Linked DNA regions of Bicyclus anynana: region 2 is linked to region 1. The links are chromatin contacts, called in public Hi-C maps. All regions are on one chromosome and are shown on one strand. Each heading gives the region's core, a stretch centred on a gene start, on an enhancer-like site or on the middle of the called end of the contact. The rest is flanking DNA. Distances are from core to core; before and after follow the strand shown.

Region 1 (3,586 bases), core at 547-3,046:
CATTTGAGGGTATCTGTTTTGCATATTTGTTGGAGGACCACTCGCTGGGCCAGGCATCGGTTGGGGAGCTGGGGGGCCCCCTGCTTGTAACCCTGGTTGACTCATTGGTGGCATTGGAGGAGCACCTGGTAGCCCTGGGGGCATTACTGGTGCACTTTGATAACCTGATTGACTCATTGGTGGCATTCGAGGAGCACTTTGTAGTCCTGCTTGACTCATTGGGGGCATTACTGGGGCACTTTGTAAGCCTGGTTGACTCATTGGTGGCATTCGAGGAGCATTTTGTAATCCAGGATGACTCATTGGTGGCATTCGAGGAGCACTTTGTAATCCTGGCTGACTCATTGGGGGCATTACTGGTGCAGTTTGTAAACCTGGTTGACTCATTGGTGGCATTTGAGGAGCATTTTGTAATCCTGGTTGACTCATAGGTGGCATTTGAGCACTTTGTAATCCTGGATAACTCATTGGTGGCAATAGAGGTGCACTTTGTAATCCTGGTTGACTCATTGGAGGCATTGATGGGAGACCACTTTGCATTGGTGGCATATTTGGTACAGAAGGACCATTATTGTACTGGTTTTGAAGTTGTGGTGGTCCACTCTTTAGGCCAGGTTGACTTCGCAAAGGCCCAGATGGTAAACCTTGAGGGGCTGTTTGGCTAACCATTGGTGCAGACATTGGTGGTAGACTTGGGCCATTCACTAAGCTGCCTCTTGGAGGACCTATAGTTGGTGCATAGTTAGGTATACTTGAAGGAGGAAGGGATGAAGAACCAAGTGTTAGTGGACTATTTCTAGGACCATTCAAAGGTCCACTGTATGGAGTATTTGGTTGGTTTATTAAACCAGAAGGCACAGAAGTTGGCGGCCTCTGATTAGCAAGTGCAGGATTTACTGGTGAATGGCTATTTGTTGATTGGTTTGTTAGTGGAGGTGGGCTAAAGCTGGATGATGGAGGATACTGGTTTATTGGTCTTTGATTAGGCCCCGACATTGGACCATTTGTAATAGGCTGACTAAACTGACTAGAGGGAACTAAAGGGGGTGCATTGTTGTTTATCTGATGCTGAGTGTTGGTTGGGTATGGTGATGACGATGGGACAGTATTAGGCTTAGAATGCACACTGGGATTATTCAATGGAATGTTCTGGACGTTTTGCATAGGAGGTTGATTACTAATAGGTTTAAGCGGTCTCATTGGTGAACTTGTGGGAGGCATCACTCCAGGTTGGTTGAACGCTGGGGAATTGCTTGCACTTTGATTCAAATGATTTTGACTGTTAAATCCTGTCACTGAGCCTTGTTTGTTTGAATTTCCATCCTGATTGACGCCCCCTGGTAACTGGCTCAACGGAATCTGGTTAAACTGTTGGAAAACTCCAGGATTCGTGTTTTGTTGGCCGGGAACATTATTGTACGTGTTTGGTGGATGAGACATTGCTTGTCAATCTGGAACGACAAATGCAAATAAATATAAATAAATCCACGTACACCCTTACTTCAGGCTCACGAAAACAATCTCTGTTAATGTTTGTATTGTGATAATAAACTTGATATCGACAAGGATGTTTAATTAATGCTAATTCACTAAGAATGACGGAAGGACGAACGCACTTCGCGACTTACCGCTCGAACGGCGACTTTTGAACTTGGAAAACTTTGCACACGCGTTTGCGTTGTTAAACCATTCTCACATATTAACACAGAGGCCAAAAGTAACGTGATAAATTAAAACTGTGAAGGAAAAACGACCCTGACTTACGTGGCCGAGCGATTACAAGCGCCCTCTACTGGCGCAAAAGATTGATCTTTTGACAATTGATTTTGACGTCAATTGCGTTTTGTTAACACAAATTGCATCTCCCAAAAGAAATAATATTTTAATCGAAAAAAAATATTATTATAAAAACAAAAGACCCGATTGCATAAACGTAATGAACTGAAAAGAGAAAAATAAGAATCACAATAACTACCTAGAGTTCTGACCTCAGATCAATTATTGTATAGGACCTGCCTCGCTAGACGTTACTTTTCTGGCAAAATAAATGATCAACGGTCTAATGCGATTATAAAAAATGTCTCTATAGAATCGATGTTAAATAGTTGTAATCGTGTTCGTCGGTTAAAGAGCTCCGTAAAAATACCTTTTTGTGTAATTGAATTGTGTTAAAACGGACAAAAACTTTTAGTTTAGTAAAAGATACATGCCAAATCTAAGCTCGTTTTTTTTTTTCAGAAAATGACAGACTATTTTGTTCCTGACTATGAGTGCGATACAGGTCGTTCTATAATTGGTCTGAGGTTCTGACTAATACAGCAGGCGAGTAGCCTATTCTCTATTTGCTGCATGCGGTGACAAAGGACATTTCATAAAATGGGCCTGTTTACTATTTATAATTTATAAGCAGGTCGATAGTATTTTTTATGGATAGAAGATACAAATTGCTGTTGAGAAAATTTTTTTTTGTTTCGCTCTCTTGTATACAAATTAAACATAGACAATAGAGTTAAAGTGTTCAAAACAAAGAATAACTAAATTAGTCGAAGGAGGTTCAAAACAGCCAATAAAAACACCTGGAATCATCCTGGAATTGAATTCATAACACATTCTTAACCAGTGTAAGCTGTCAATGTCATGTAATATCGTCAAATGTCAATAGGACACAAGTTAAAAAGAAACATTAAATTGTAGACAGAGAAGAAATAAACAAAAAAAAAACTGCTTTTTTAGCCATAAACGAACGCAAACGAACGCTACTATGCGAAGATTATCTTTTTAGCCGTTTGTGGCGAAGATCATTATCAATCTGTCAGGGTGTGAGTTGCAAGCATGTTGCCATGATAAAATTTCTTAATTAATGTTTTCAGCTAATGAAAAAAATACATTTTATTTAATTAATTAAAAAAAATGCGGGTTCCAAAAATGTTTTTATTATGGGTTTTAAGCCCTATATTGGAGTAGGGTAGGGGTAGGGTAGGGCAGAGGTAGGGTAGGGGTAGGGCAGGGGTAGGGTAGGGGTAGGGTAGGGGTAGGGCAGGGGTAGGGTAGGGGTAGAGGTAAAGAAGGGTAGAGTAGGGATAGAGAACAAGTGCACTTATGTCAAAACGAAGCTTGACCGGGTCCGCTAGTATGATAGATACTATAGATACCTACTACAAACCACCGCAAAAAACAATCACCAAACAAAACAATGCCAACAGAAAACAGATAAATAATATGCACAAAAAAACCAAATATTATCAAATTTACGTTTATTTCGGACTATTAATATACCTAATGCCAATTTATAAGATATATACAAATGGGTTGACAAGTCTTTCCCTCCGTTTATCCACCGGGGATATTATTTCCACCGACGTGCCCATGCGCGGTGAGTGGATAAAACGAGTGTGGGGGATAAACGTTTTATCCTCTCCCCGTGGATAAATTTCTCCCTTGCCCGTGCTAGCCCTGCAGGAGTATGAAGAATAATTGTACCAAGTTTCCTGAAAATCCGTCGTGTAGTTTTTGTTTCTATAACGAACATACAAACAGACTTTTTTATTTATCGATTGCTAATCACACCCTGATGGTTATTTTGGAA
Region 2 (3,321 bases), core at 755-3,254, 150 kb after region 1:
AGTTGATGACACAAGCTTTTGCTTTCAAATAGAGACTCTACTGAAACTAAATGTATTTCTATTTTAGGCTGAGTCTAAACTATTACCAATACGCTAAAAGCTTAAAGTAAACTGAAGCTGCAGACTACCTGAATAAATAATAATAGTTACATTCTGGTAGATATATTATTTATTACATAGATTGAATATCCAATAAGAGTCATAAGACTTTCGTGAATTCATGTGTTATCGTTAAATACATACTTAAAGAGATAGATATAATTTGTTATATTCTTGTACTAATGTCTAGTTCGGACTACTTTGGTATTTTAGTCGAGTACGATGGATTTTTGGGCGGTAGCAAGTAGTTTAGTATGCTACTCGACTAAAATGCTAAAGTAGTCCGAACTCGGTCGAAGGCTTTAAGCCTAGTTGCATAATACTTAGTAGTTAGCATAGGTCAAGAGATATGGAAATCTTGACCTAGGCCAAGAGCAAAGGGACACCTTCATTTTGCTCAAAATAAAACACGGTTTGATACTACTTACCATTTTAAAGACGGGATATAAAGCAGCAGCACCATTCACTTCAAGGTCAAGAGGAATGCCGAATCCGATTAACCTTCAAACACGATATTTATAGACGTCGAACACCAGTAGGTAGGTACTGCAAATGTAGGTACCTATTTCATACAGTATTAAGAACATCATAAATTGCTTGCGGCTATCTTTAAAACTTATTAATTGCTTCCTCAACTTTTGCAGCTGTTTTATGGTAAATAAATCACTGATAGACAAAGATTTTATACTATTATAATTTATAGATAGATAAATTAAATACATAATGTAAAAACTATATATACATATTATATCTATCTATCTGTATCTGTATCTATATCTATCTATATATCTATCTATATCTATATCTATATCTATATCTAATTCTATAATTATTCGCAATTTGAAATTTTACTTATACTATTTGTAAAACCAAACGTTACCGTGGCATAACGGACGCCAGCGCCATCTAGAATCTATACTTATAATACGAATTCTGTACATTTTGTACATTCTGTACATTTTATACATTCTGTACATTGATGATATTTTCAAAATTTTTGTTGGGGGGCATTATACAATCAATACTGAAGCTAAAAATATTTTTTTTTCGATTTTTTGTCTGTCTGTCTGTTCGTGTTTTTTTGTTATTCGGGCATCACGCTGAAACTACAGAATGAATTCAAATGAAACTTGGCACGGTTATAATACGGAGAAGGTTATAGGATATTTTTTATTGCGAAAAGAAAATGAAAAGGGGGTGAAATACGGGTTGAAAGTTTATATGGAAAGTCCTTCGTTTGTAGAGCTACAGTTTCTTCATAAATCATAAAAAAAATACGAAATATAATGGGGATTCAAAAATTTGAAATCTATAAAGTGGTGAAATAGGGCTTGAAAATTTACATTGATTTCAATGCGGACAAAGTCGAATTGTAATTAACAACAAAACGAAATGTAATTAACAATAATTTAATTAAAAACTTAAGAAAAAAGTTTATTTAAGCAGATGTCAAAGAGACGCGTGACCACAGATCACTATAGACTAGAAACGCGTGACGTTTATTTTTTTTCGTGGGTTTTCCGGCTGCTTGTAAAGACTCGTTCTGGACCTTTCTTTGTTCTGTGGCATTAAAAAGACCTAGAGCAACTTCTTTCTCTTTGCCTAGAACGGAAGAACCTAGAACCTTTACCTTTACTTATATGTAATCAAAGAACGTAGTATCTATTAGTATGTAGTAGGTAGAACCGTAGAACCCTAAGCTGAGACTGAGAAGTGGCTTTAAAAACAACAAACGTTTTAGCAAACAAACCAAACAAACGCTGGCACTGGCAGTTTCTGTTTCTTTTTTTCAAACATTTTTGTCAAAATCTGACATTCATTTGTCGTCTGTGGTTGGTAAAATCTAATTTATTGACATTTCTAGTCTATAGTGATCTGTGATTGACATGACATGACATTTGCTAATGTGTTATGTGTTTGCTAAGTTTGTTTTGTTCGTTGTCTGTGGTAAAGTATTGGAATTTGAGAGTTTGAGACTTCGAAAATGTAATTTTGCCTATATTTTTCTAATTTGTTCCTGATTTACTGAATAAATATTGTATATATTTGTGTAATTATATTAACCTTATTTGGAATAATCGCACATTTAAAGTTATTCAAGTTCAAGTTAGGTTAGCTTGGTTTGGAAATTGAAGCTGTGAATTGCACACGTCAAGTAAAAATAAACAAATAACGAGAAAAGACAGGTTAAGAACATATTTATTAATTTCGTTTTAATAATTTTGTGAATTTTTCAAAAAGGCCAAGTAAATAATCACAAGATTTTTTCTTGTTTACAATTTAGCGTCAATTGCGGTAAGATCATAACAGGTCTTAATAAAATGCTTTGATTTATATTCTATAATGAGAAATGAGAAACATAAATTTACTACATATTACAGATCCGTAAGTTAAAGTTGAGTGAGAGAGAAGAGTTTTTGAAGCACTAAAATGAACGGTGAGAAGAGAAACTCCCGCGGGAGGGGTAGAGGTCGAGGACGGGGGAGGGGACGCGGTCGAGGGCGCGGGAGGGGCAAGAAGGTGGCCAAAGTGATGTCTTCTGATGAAGAAGAGTGCTCTGTTGAGGAGACTGTACAGGACCAGGAGGAAGCCATGGTAGAGGATGTTAAAGAGGAGCCACAGCACAATGAACCTGTTAAAAGTAAGCATTTTTTTATTATACACTTTAGCAGCATGCCTGTTCAAGTTAATAATATGACGCCTACATCATAGTCTGTGTGATATGGATAATTAGAAAACTCCGAAGTGGATTTACAATGTCATCATCAATTATTGACATTGATTGTTCTTTCATCAGACACTTCAATAATCCTCTTTCCCTTGCTCTTCTCCAGGTGACTCCTGCAGTCTGTCTGAGGTCATCCTCATGTCATTGACAGGGGTGACTTGTTTTCCTTTTTTGTGTGCTAGGATACCACTGTCACTTCTCTGGTCCACTTATCTCTTTTATCCTGTATGAAGTGTCCTGTCCACTTCCTCTTATAAGCTTCTTAATTGTTACTGCCACATCTCTCACCTTGATCTTGCTTCGAATAGTGGAGAGTCTGACTTTGTTTTCATATTTTTCTCGGCCAGAACCCAAGTTTACCAACCATAGGTTAAGCATGGCAAAATGCAGGCATACTTTAGACTTGTTTGTTATGTGGATATATTTATTTTTCATAACCTTTTTAATAGACCAGTAGCTTTTCCAACTCTTGCATGCTTCTGTCTATTTCCTTT

The links. Hi-C and Micro-C count contacts between places; a contact is called where the count stands out from the background.
Region 2: a Hi-C map of whole larva shows a contact between it and region 1, with 4 times the contacts expected there. The contact joins the promoter of LOC112045229 here to the promoter of LOC112045194 in region 1. A contact is called at or near these places in 2 of 2 Hi-C or Micro-C datasets (whole body and whole larva).

Annotation. Positions count from the first base shown.
Region 1 is chr7:15,161,349-15,164,934 of ilBicAnyn1.1, forward strand. It overlaps LOC112045194 (protein transport protein Sec24A), which reads right to left and starts at 1,797. Exons shown (of 16, transcript XM_024081289.2): 1 at 1,629-1,797; 2 at 1-1,451. The coding sequence starts at 1,440.
Region 2 is chr7:15,307,995-15,311,315 of ilBicAnyn1.1, forward strand. LOC112045229 (E3 ubiquitin-protein ligase Hakai) reads left to right here and starts at 2,005. Exons shown (of 9, transcript XM_052882347.1): 1 at 2,005-2,394; 2 at 2,481-2,740. The coding sequence starts at 2,530.